Regions from separate parts of the Mus musculus genome. Here region 2 is linked to region 1. The links are chromatin contacts, called in public Hi-C maps. All regions are on one chromosome and are shown on one strand. Each heading gives the region's core, a stretch centred on a gene start, on an enhancer-like site or on the middle of the called end of the contact. The rest is flanking DNA. Distances are from core to core; before and after follow the strand shown.

What was found. A called contact is a pair of places that touch in the nucleus more often than the background predicts.
Region 2: a contact with region 1 is called in a Hi-C map of uterus, with 5 times the contacts expected there. The contact joins two enhancer-like sites. A contact is called at or near these places in 1 of 15 datasets of contacts at CTCF or cohesin (CD8 T cells), 4 of 484 Hi-C or Micro-C datasets (group 2 innate lymphoid cells, liver, nephron progenitors and 1 more) and 10 of 115 datasets of contacts at active chromatin or transcription factors (CD8 T cells, the HPC-7 cell line, double positive thymocytes and 6 more).

What each region holds. Positions count from the first base shown.
Region 1 is chr11:75,010,784-75,016,312 of GRCm38.p6, forward strand. All of the region lies in intron 10 of Smg6 (Smg-6 homolog, nonsense mediated mRNA decay factor (C. elegans)), which reads left to right. Among named protein-coding and RNA genes, the nearest start is that of Srr, 88 kb to the left of the region's middle. Within about 2 kb of position 2,373, at least 205 of the 459 cell types and tissues checked have an H3K27ac peak or open chromatin away from gene starts, as enhancers often do. A contact at or near this core is called in the HPC-7 cell line, heart atrium and uterus, where this site is marked.
Region 2 is chr11:75,088,981-75,094,509 of GRCm38.p6, forward strand. All of the region lies in intron 13 of Smg6 (Smg-6 homolog, nonsense mediated mRNA decay factor (C. elegans)), which reads left to right. Among named protein-coding and RNA genes, the nearest start is that of Gm51907, 40 kb to the right of the region's middle. Within about 2 kb of position 3,256, at least 49 of the 459 cell types and tissues checked have an H3K27ac peak or open chromatin away from gene starts, as enhancers often do. A contact at or near this core is called in the HPC-7 cell line, heart atrium and uterus, where this site is marked.

The DNA.
Region 1 (5,529 bases), core at 1,123-3,622:
GTGTAAACCAGCGTGGTCTTAAAGTCATAGACTGCCTGTCTCTGTCTCTTGAGTGCTGGAATTAAATTTGTGAACCACCATATTTGGCTATGTAATTGTTTTGCTTGCTTATACTGTGTGTGTACCTAAGTGTCTATAGAAATCAAAAGAGGGTTATTGTATCCCCTAGATCCCCCATGTTGGATCTGGGAACCAAACCTGGGTCCCCTGCAAGAGGATCAAGTACTCTTAACCACTGAGCATTCTCTTCAGCCCATGATGAAGATTCTGTTGTCTGGCTATCCTATACTTTATTAATTTACATTACTGGAATGCATTTTGATTGTTTCCAAGTACTAGCCGGTCTAAGTATGATTGTTTAAAACATCTCTATATAGGTGATTATTGCAGACTTAAGTTTTTTGCTATTTGATTGAATATTTGGCAACCTGATAGCTGGTCCATATATTTAGAGTACCTTAGTTTTTTATTTTGGGCTCTTTTTAGAGTGGTGTGTGTGTGTGTGTGTGTGTGTGTGTGTGTGTGTGTGTGTGTGTGTGTCTAGCTGTAGCATACACTTGGAGAGGCTAGAATGATCAGTGGGTATGTATGCTCCTTTGTGACTGACTCACTACCCTGAGATGGGATCTTCAGCGAATGAGAAGCTCTCCATTTTTGCAAGAGCTCAGATTGTCCCTACCCCTGAATGCTGGGTTACAGGCATGACAGCTTTGTCCAGTGATGTATGTAGTTGCTGGAGATTTGAACTGAGGTCCTCGTGCTTGCATCGTAAGAGGTCTTGCCTACTGAGTCATCTACCTCCCCACTCTAGTTTTGTTGAGACACTGTCTCACTGTAGTTCAGGCTGGCCTTGAAAATCTGATCCCCTGCTTCAGCAGTCTCGAGTGCTGGGATTACAGACACATAATTGCCATCCCCAGCAGATACTACATTTTGTAAGAAACTACAAAGCTGTCTTCAAACCTGTCTTATTGTAAATTGCATTTTGTTGACTATTAGGAAGAATGACATTTTCCCCCAAGTTTTATTAGCCATTAAAGGTTCTCTATATAGCCTTATCTATAGCCTTGTAGACCTTACATCGGTTTACTTGAGCAGACAGTAAGTATAACAAGAGCTTGCTATACTCATTGGTTGGTTTTCATTTATTAGTATGGGGGAGTGTGTGACATTGATGTACAGGTGGGGGGACAACTTTGGAGGGGATTCTGTCCTCCCACTTTCATGTGGGCTCTGGGAATTGGTTGGTTTTCATATATTATTATGGGGGAGTGTGTGACATTGATGTACAGGGGTCAGGCTTGCATCACAAGAACCTTTATCCTCTGAGCCATCTTTGCTGACCTCATATTGGTAATTTCTTGTTTGTATTTGCATTTTTAAAATTATTTACTCCTACCTCCAGCATGATTACAGAGACAGATGAACTGAAGTGGTGAGGGAGTGAAGAAAAGATAGACATATAGACACATGTACAGGAAAGCTGGGGTAAGGTGGTCCTGGGTATTTCTGATGGAGAAATCACAGCACCCAGAAGTTATCGTGCATATATAGATTTGAATGGGGAGGTTGGGTTATTATGTACAGCTGAACAAGGCCATTACACAGAGATAAACCAGGAGGCAGGGTTTACGGTATACAAATAGATCAAGGAGACATGATTAGCCAATCTTGGTAGGAACAGGTATCTTTGTAGGTAGGGGAGCAGTCATCAATCAGGCTGTAAACATCACAGGAAGGGAGCTCTGGTGAACAGTTTCTGCAGCTGATATAAGTATCCACATTCAGACCCCTGAGGAAGGCTTTGCTATTTCCCTCTGACCTTCACCTTCAGCTCCTGCCCTTGGGAGTGGGGGAATTTACCATATTCTAATTAGTCTGAGGTCTTTGACATAGCCAGTTTATGTCAACAATACAACATTCTTAGGGTTTCTTCTACTCTCCACAATTTATTTATTTATTTATTTATTTATTTGTGTGTGAATATATATGCATGTGTGGAAACCAGAAGATACTGGATCTTCAGAGGTGGAGTTACCGTAGTTTTTGGGTCACCTGGTTTGTTATGTAGTGTTGGGCTCTGAGATCCAGTCTCATGATTCCCAGTGCTCTTTAACCCAGTCTGATCTGTTGGGGGGACTGGAGCAGATCTTGCCTTGGTGATATCTGTTCTCAGCATTTTGACCTTCTTCTTGTCCCCTAAAGACAGCAGTGTGTTACTGAGAGAGGGAAATACGTCTGTGTGCTAGTCCTTTAAGAGAAAACCTAGCGGAAGTGATGTGCAGAGAACATCTGCACTTGGGGCTGAGTGGGGAAAGCGAGATGCGCTGCAGCTGGTGTAAGGCCCTGGCAGGCTGAGGCGCTGCTGTCTGTTGGGGTTTACTTCTGTCTACATTGAAACATGGCTTGGGAGGGGGTGGTGGCCTGCCGCCAGCCTCAGTTAGCCTGCCCTCCTCTTTCCTCCTCACCCACTTCCCCCAGCCTCCCCTCCCTCATGCTTTAAAGTCACATTTCCAGGCCAGACGTAGAATTAATCTCTGGGCACTTCACATTGCTGGCAGCTGAAAGCAGGATGTGGGATTTTTTTTTCTTTCTTTCTTTTTTTTTTCCTCTCTCTTTCTCTCTGTGTCTTGGCTGACTTTTTTACCTCTCGAAGAATTTGGAAGGCCGTGAGATTCCCCCCCCCCCCCCAAAGTACTGTGGAGTTTTTCAGCTTGCTGATCACCCTGCTGCGGCTTCACCCTAATAGACTTCATATGTTGATGCAGTTGACATCAGTATCAAACTATTTTACATGTGATCTGGTGTATTTCCTGAGGAAATCTGCAAGATATTTATTAAGAACTAATAAAATAAACCTCTCCATGAGTTTTTAGGTAGTTTTCAATTTTTCATGTCGCTCTCGTTTCCTCTTATCAATGAGTTGCTATTTTCTCTCTCTACTCTGACCATTGCAAAAGGAAACAAAAATAAATGTTTTAAACTGTTCCTGAAGGGACAGGAGAGAATAGTTCTGCCATGATGTATCAGCTAGGGCTGTATTTTTAGTGCAGCATTGTAGAAACTAAAAATATCCTGTTATAGTGGATCCTTTTTATAGGTCTCTTTTGCTCTGTCTCGTTCTCTGTGTGTGTGTGTATGTGTGTGTTTATAATGTTGTAAGCACAAGTGCCTTTGTGCATCAGCAGCCGCTCTTCTCATTACAGCTGGACTCCATTAGTCCTTGAAAATTAATGTAATCCTAGTTAAGAAAAAAATTAATTACTCTACCAGAGCTGTGTTTCATCCAAAGCTAGTGTTAGCTCCCTAGCTGGCAGCTTAGTTTGAGAGGCTCCAGGGACCCATGGAGTTGTGGCTTTGGTATCATAGCATTTGCTGCTGTGTTTTTCCTGTTGAGAGCATTCCTCACTTCTTAAGGGTTACACATGTGGCATGCAGAGTGACTGCAGACCCCTCTGCCTCTGTGAATTACTGTTCCCGTCTGGTCATCCCCAGAAGGAATGTCCACCACAGGCTTAACTCACCTGCCTCTGCTGGTTTTCTTCCTGGGTTTCTTTATGACAGAGTTGTTTTCTCATGTGCCCTGCAGAAGAAAAAAACCTTTGTGAAAGTCTTAAGAGGTGGGCAAAATCTGCCAAGGAGAAGTCTGTGTGGATGATTAAGAATGACAGTCACAGGCTGAAGAAGTGGCTCAGTGGTGGATCAATTGCCTAGTATGCCTGAGGCCCTAGGTTCAGTCGCGCGCGCGCGTGCGTGCGTGCGTGTGTGTGTGTGTGTGTGTGTGTGTGTGTTTAAAGCAAAGTAAGGATGACAGTCATGATTTGTTAAAGGTTTGGGCAAGTTTGTTTAATGCATACCTTTTATTATAAATGAGCATGTTAGAGTTGACTGCCAGTTTCTAATCAGACTTCTTAGCACCAGCCCTGAGGAGGGATGGACTGGCTCATCCTGTGAGTAATATTTCCAGCATTGTGATAAGTGATCTGGGATGTGGTATGGGGCACAGTCCAGAACTGACTGTAGTCTGCTTGCCTTCACAACATAGATCTTGTATAATTGTCTGCTTCTGATGACCTTTGTTTTGCCTCTCTGGGGACCTGGTAGGGTTTGGGGCATGGAGAAGAAGATGTGTTATTTGTCTCCTTAACTGGTCAGACTCTCCAGGCCCTCTGCTGAGTGGTCAGGCAGGATCCATCTGTCTTGGACGACACTTTTCTTTTTGTGCGGAGCTTGGGCATGAACAGCTTAGGCCTGGGTAAGTCACGCCAGGCCTCCCAGTGTGCCGTTATGGCATGAATTCTTGTGGAGCTGGTCAGAACAAAAACAGGGTTAGTGCCCTTTTGTTTCTTTTGGGCATGGGCTCTTGAGGCTTGTATTGGGACCTAATGTTCTTTCCTGCTGCTAACTGTAGGTCTTCTTTGGCTCCTCCTTCTTACCCTGTAGCTTCTTACCCTGGTTGAGCCTTCAGCTTCCGGTATTTGATCCCTAAGCACTATAGTTCAGTAAAAGTAATAATTAGGCATTTTACACATGTATTTTATTAGTGAAGAGAGCTGGTGTGTGATGGGCTGTAATTCTAATGCATTCAGTTTCCAGATTTAAAAAATGTAAAAAGAACAGTTTTTAACAGAGGCAATGGGCCTGTTATTTAGAGTTCTCAGCTAAGCCGAAATCAGAGCAGCGTGGGACCTGTAGAGAGCTGTGCTGCTGAGAAGATGCATAGCCACGTTCCTTGTTGTTACAGTCTGTGCAGTGCCCGTCCTTGAGGGTGTTTGACGCTGGCATTGGAAAAAAGGAACCCTTGTTTTCCAAGAACTCTGCTCTCTCTCAGCTTGATAAGCATTTAAAAATAAAAGCTGCACAATTGAAATTGGCAGTGCATCCTCATTCTTTTGTCTCTCTGTTTATTTTTTTCCCTCATCCCTCAACATGTGTGCTACAGCCCATGGTTATTACACCCTCAAGAATGATGTCCTGGAACTCAGCGAGCTTGCACCAAGGTCTGCCCGCCCTACACTGTTTGAAGCTGGCTGAGGCGTAAGTGGCCTAGCACTGGGAGGCTGCAGATTAGCCCCAACAGCTCCATCTGTGGCACATTTCCCCTTTCTCCTGGAGCTGTTGCCTGGAATTTTGAGTTCTAGAATCCCAATTGTCAGCTCAATCTTGTTAGTTTTTGTAGTTAACTTAATTGATTTGTTTACCTCTCCATTGGAGGAGCTCAAAAAGAAAGTACTTTGGCACTGATAAGGAGCAGTTCTGTTCTTCCTTTCAAAATAGATTCTTGTGAGCTAAGATTTCATATCAAAAAGCTACAGTGGCTTAGGATAGGGAAAAAATTCTAGTTTTCCCAGAGAGCAGTCCTGTTTCTAAAAGATTACTAGTGCCACATTCTTCCATTTTCAGAACTATCTTGGTTTAGCTGATCAGTTTTATACTCTAGCCAGAGGAATTTAGGGATGTTGGAGGGAACAAAGAATTCTCCATAGAAACTGTGGTGTGTGTGTGTGTGTGTGTGTGTGTGTGTGTGTG
Region 2 (5,529 bases), core at 2,006-4,505, 79 kb after region 1:
TAGTTCATGGACATTTGAGTTAATTTTACTTTTTGACTATTACTGGTAATGTTGCTATGAGCATTTAGTTACAAGTTTTTGTATAGGCATATTTTATATTTTGTATAAGCATAGTTTTTCTTGGGTACATACCTAAAAGTGAAATTGTTTAGTCATATGAAAACTTCGTGTTTAACTTCCGAGCTAGACTGTTCCCCAAAGCCATTGTGAAATGTTATACTCTGATTAGCAACAACTATGTAGGGTACATTTTTCCTGTCTTCACCAACACTTGCTGTCACTTACCTTTTTTATTGTAGCTATCCTTGTACAAGTGATGTGGTGTCTCATTGTATGTGAGGAGTTTTTTATAACAGGTTTATTATTATGCATATTCTGACTACATGTATGTCTGTATACCACATTATATGTAGCCATTGTGAACCTGACGCTGGAGTTACAGGCGGTTATGAGCTGCCATGTGCATGCTGGGAACTAAACCTGGATCCTCAGCAAATAACAAGTGCTCTTAACCAATTGTGCCATCTTTACAGCCCTTCATTGTTTTTATTTTATTTATTTTGCCTGCAGTGCATGTTTGTGCACCACATGCATGACAAAGTCTCTCTATGAAGTTCTGGCTGTGCTGGAACTTGATATATAGAACAAGCGAATCTCTAACTCACAGGGATCTATCCTACCTCTGCTTTCCCACTGCAGGGATTTAAGGTGTGCACCACCATGCCAAGCCCCTTACTAGCCTCTTTAAAAATATTTTTATTATAGTTACTTCTTAAGTTTCTTATTACTATGATATATATATTAAATGTTATATATATATATATAGTATATTATTTATATATACATATGTAGTTTATTATGACATTTGCATACATGTATACAGTGTACCCTTATCATCTTCACCCTGTTTCCTTTTCTTTTTCTTTTTTTTGGGGGGGTTATATATCTATTATATGTAATTACACTGTAGCTGTCTTCAGACACCCCAGAAGACGGCATCAGATCTCATTACAGATGGTTGTGAGCCACCATGTGGTTGCTGGGAATTGAACTCAGGACCTTCTGAAGAGCAGTCAGTGCTCTTAACTGCTGAGCCATCTCTCCAGCACCTGTTACCTTTTCTTGTTCCTTCCCGTTCATGCTGATCCTCTTTCTCTTTCCAGTTGTTTTTCAGAGACAGGTCTCACCCCTGGCTGACCTGGAAAACTCTCTGTAGACCAAGCTGGCCTGAAGCATAAGAGCTAGATTTAAAGTGTGTGCCATCACATGTGGCATCATGTTCTGGCAAGGACATTGCTATTTTGTTTTATTTTATTTTGTTTTTTTAATGATACTATGAATTTGGTTGGGGTTGATGATTGGAGAATAAATGAGACATTATGTACAGGAACATGGGCACCTTAACCACTGAGAAAAACATCTCACCCCTTCCTCTTCCTCTCCCTCCTCCTCCTCCCCCTTCTTCTCATTCTCTGCTCCTCCTCCTGCCTCTCCTCCTTTTCTTTCCCCTCCTCCTCCTCCTTCTCCTCCTCCTCCTTTTGTGCTCCTTCTCCTGTCCCTCTTCCTCCTCCTCTTGTCCTCCTCCTCCTCTTCCTCTACCTCTTCGTCCCTTCTCTCTAATCCTTTCTTCTTTTTTTTTTTTTTTTGTTAGTTTGTTTTGTTTTTAGTTTTTCGAGACATGGTTTCTCTGTGTAGCCCTGGTTGTCCTGGAACTCACTGTGTAGACCAGGGTGGATCCAAACTCACAAAGATCCTCCTTCCTTTGCCTCCTGAGTGCTAGGATTAAAGGTGTGAGCCATCTTAGCATGTGCTCACATATCTTCTTGACCAATCCTGTGAAGCAGAACTTTCTGTGGCAATGGAATTGTTCTATTCCTACATCATCCCATATAGCAGCCATTAATAATCTGTAACACTGAGTACTAGAAATATGGCTAATACAACAGAGAAACAAAAACAATTTCTAGTATTGCCATTCTAGATAATTCTCTTACTCTGATTCCCATCTTCTCGGTATCTCTATTTTTCATAGTATGCCACCCAGTACCATCAGGGTCAGCTACCTGTGAGAACTTGTTCTGTTTTAGACTCTATCACACCCCTCCAAATCAGAAAATTTTGGGCTCATAACCCAGCAATCTAGTTTGACAAACTTATCTGTTGATTCCCATGTCCTGACACTTGAAAGCCAGTTCTTAGTCTTCAAGCCTTCTGTTAAAAGTCATACTCAGGCATGAAATGATATGATGAGTTTTACCAGAAGTTATTTGCTAACACACTAACTGCATATTTTAAAACAACAACAGTATGATTATAGAGGACTTTCAAAAATAAAGTGCCAGGACCAGTGAGATGACGTAGCAGGTAAAGGCCTTACCAACAAGCCTTAGGACGTGAACTTGATCACCAGGACCCACGTGATTGAAGGAAAGAACCTTCTCATACAAGTTGTCCCCATCTCCTTGGATGCTTGGCACATATGCATACACACTCAGATAGATGATTGATTGGTTGATGATTGATTGATTGATTGATTGATTGATAGATGATTGATACAGACAGATGAGAGATACACATATATACATAGATGATAGATAGATAGATAGACAGACAGACAAGACAGACAGACAAGACAGACAGACACAGATAGATAGATGAGAGATAAGCAGACAGATTAGAAATAGACAGACAAATAAAGGATAAATAAATAGACAGACAGACAGCTATAGTTAAAAAACACAACAATGGGACTGGAGAGATGGCTTAGCAGTTAAGAGCACTGACTGTTCTTCCTGAGGTCCTGAGTTCGATTCCCAGCAACCACATGGTGGCTCACAACCATCTGTAATGTGATCTGATGTCCTCTTCTGGTGTGTCTGAAGACAGCTACAGTGACAGTGTACTCACATATGTAGAATAAATAAATCTTTAAAAAAAAAAAAACCAACACAGTGATGGGAACTATTCCACTAAATGTCAAGCATAGCCCTACAGTGTTTGAATTAGAGCCGAGGGTTTGATGCCCACTGTGGTGTACTTCCCATATATCAGGATGTTTGTGAAATAAGCTGCTCTGGCTTTTTTGTCGATTGGTTTGTTTGCTGGCTTTGTATCTCCCAGAAGAGAAAAATCTGCTTCTTTGGCGTGTGTTTCACCCTATCCTTTTTTGAGGAGGAGGTACCCTACCTTTTCTTTCACTACTTCATTTTACTAGGGTGCATCTTTCATCACACTCAACGAGTGCCTTGAGAATACTTCCTCCTTTTTAGGGTTTAGCAGACTTCACATGTGTAGCTATCTTCTTTTAATATGATTTCTGTCCTCTTCTGCTTGAAACCTAGAAGAGAAGTTGGCTTGCTGTCTCACTGGCCGTGAGCCAGATGTCATAACTTCAGGCAGTGCCACGCTGCATATCTCCAGCAGTTTGAAATGGAGAACAGAGTTAGAGATAAGATCAGCAGCTTTAGGTGATGGCATTGTTTCAAATAAACCATGCATGACCCAAAGCTTCCACTTCAAATGGGGAATGAAATTGCTTCATCCTTTGACAGCTTGCTCCATGAAAGAAATTTATCTTCACTTAATTGCTTTAGATCCCAGAAGGCTACATAGAGTAATTTCTAGGAGATAATTATTTCAAATTTTGAAAATATGTGTCTGTGGACGTGAATTTGCAACTGCCGTGGAGAGGCTGGAGGGTACCAAAGGTCTTACTGAACTTGCTCATAGGCTTCCGTTCTCATTCTGGGAATCCCCTGGAGTCCTAGACCACTTACTCTCGGAATTTGATGGGCCAGTGGTACAGCCCTGTGTGGCTAGGGTTAAAGCATCTGGTCTACTACTCTTGTAGTCGGGTAGCCTTTTGCTCAGACTCCTGAAGTAGGGAGGGGTGAAGCTGGCTGGCTGGCTTCCGGCTGCATGTCTTCATCTAGTCTGACTGGGCACAGATTGCCTGTACTGTGGGCCAGAGCCACTGGGGGTTCCAGTCAGTGGCAGCTGAAAACCAGCAAACTTGTTGATTTTAAAACATGACTATTTAGATGTCAGGGATAAACTTCCTGTAGATGGGAACAAGTTCCCTAATCTAGGCATGTCTGACTTTCTAGTTCTTGTCTCCTTGGCCTTTATATTTAAAACATCTAAGCTTCCATTCTGATTTTATTCATCTCAGCCACTGCCAGCCTTTAATTAGTCTCTTCTGAAAGTCCATCTTTTTTATTCTGTACCTCCTGCATTTACCTGTTGTGTCCCAAGATCTTTACAAGAGTGAACAGAGACCCTGAGACTTGGAATTGACATCCTGAGTGTCTGGTGTTACAGGTTGTTCATTAGGCATGTGAGTGAGAAACAGTGAGGTGCGGCTGAGTGACACGATTTACAGACATTCCAAAAGAAAGACACTGGAGAGCTGACTTAGGGACAAGGGATTTTTGTATTCTCCTTAAAAATCAGTGAATACCTAAGCCAGTGTGTAGTGGGACTGTACCAAAATTCATCACTGTGTTCAGATACCAGCAGAGACTCTGTAAAGCTTAATTAAGACTTACATTTTCTACTAGAGTCTATCTGAATTGAATCCTTGGAATTTTAAACTCACAGGGGTCATTCTTTTTTTTTTTTAAAGATTTATTTATTTATTATATGTGAGTACACTGTAGCTGTCTTCAGACACTCCAGAAGAGGGGGTCAGATCTCCTTATGGATGGTTGTGAGCCACCATGTGGTTGCTGGGATTTGAACTCCAGACCTTCGGAAGAGCATTCGGGTGCTCTTACCCACTGAGCCATCTCTCCAGCCCACAGGGGTCATTCTTTAAGGTGTTCTTTAGCCCTTCCTTTTCAATCAGGGTTGGTCACAGGCCATGGCACAGTCAGGAGGGAGTGTTGCCTTTTCTTTCAAACTCTTACCCAAGAAACTCAACAGCTATACTGAGTGAGTCTTATTTACATTTAAAAAGGTTATACTAATGTGTCTTTGAGGGAAATCTGCAGCAAGTGCTGTCACATCATTTTTTGGAGTCACGTCATTTGAAGGAATCACTTTTGCTCCCGAGAGCATCTAAAAGATAGTCTAGAGAGCAGTCAGGCCAGGGTATTTATCCTTTGAGCAAGAAAACATTTCTGTTCTCACCACTTCTGTGACCTCATCTGAAGTAGTTTTTATCTTGCCCACCAGTCTGTCAGTCTAAGAGTAGAAAACTAAAAGAAGTTGCCCAGCCAAGAATTATAGCATATCCCATTAATTCCAGTACTTGGAAGGTGGAAGCAAGATCATCAGTTCAAGGCCAGCCTCAAGGCTTTATGAGATCCTGTCTTAAAAAGCCAGAGTGCTGGGGGTGGTGTTTAATGGCCACTCCTGAGTTAAATACACAGATTCTAATTCAGTGTCTGGAGTTGTCCAGCATATGAAACTGAGCCACTAGTGAGAGATGTCCATCTTGTGTACTTCCTGAGATTTGGCTGAGAAGTAACAGCTCTTTCCTAGGATGCAAATTACCTTCATCATAAGCCTAACTTACCTTGTTAGTGG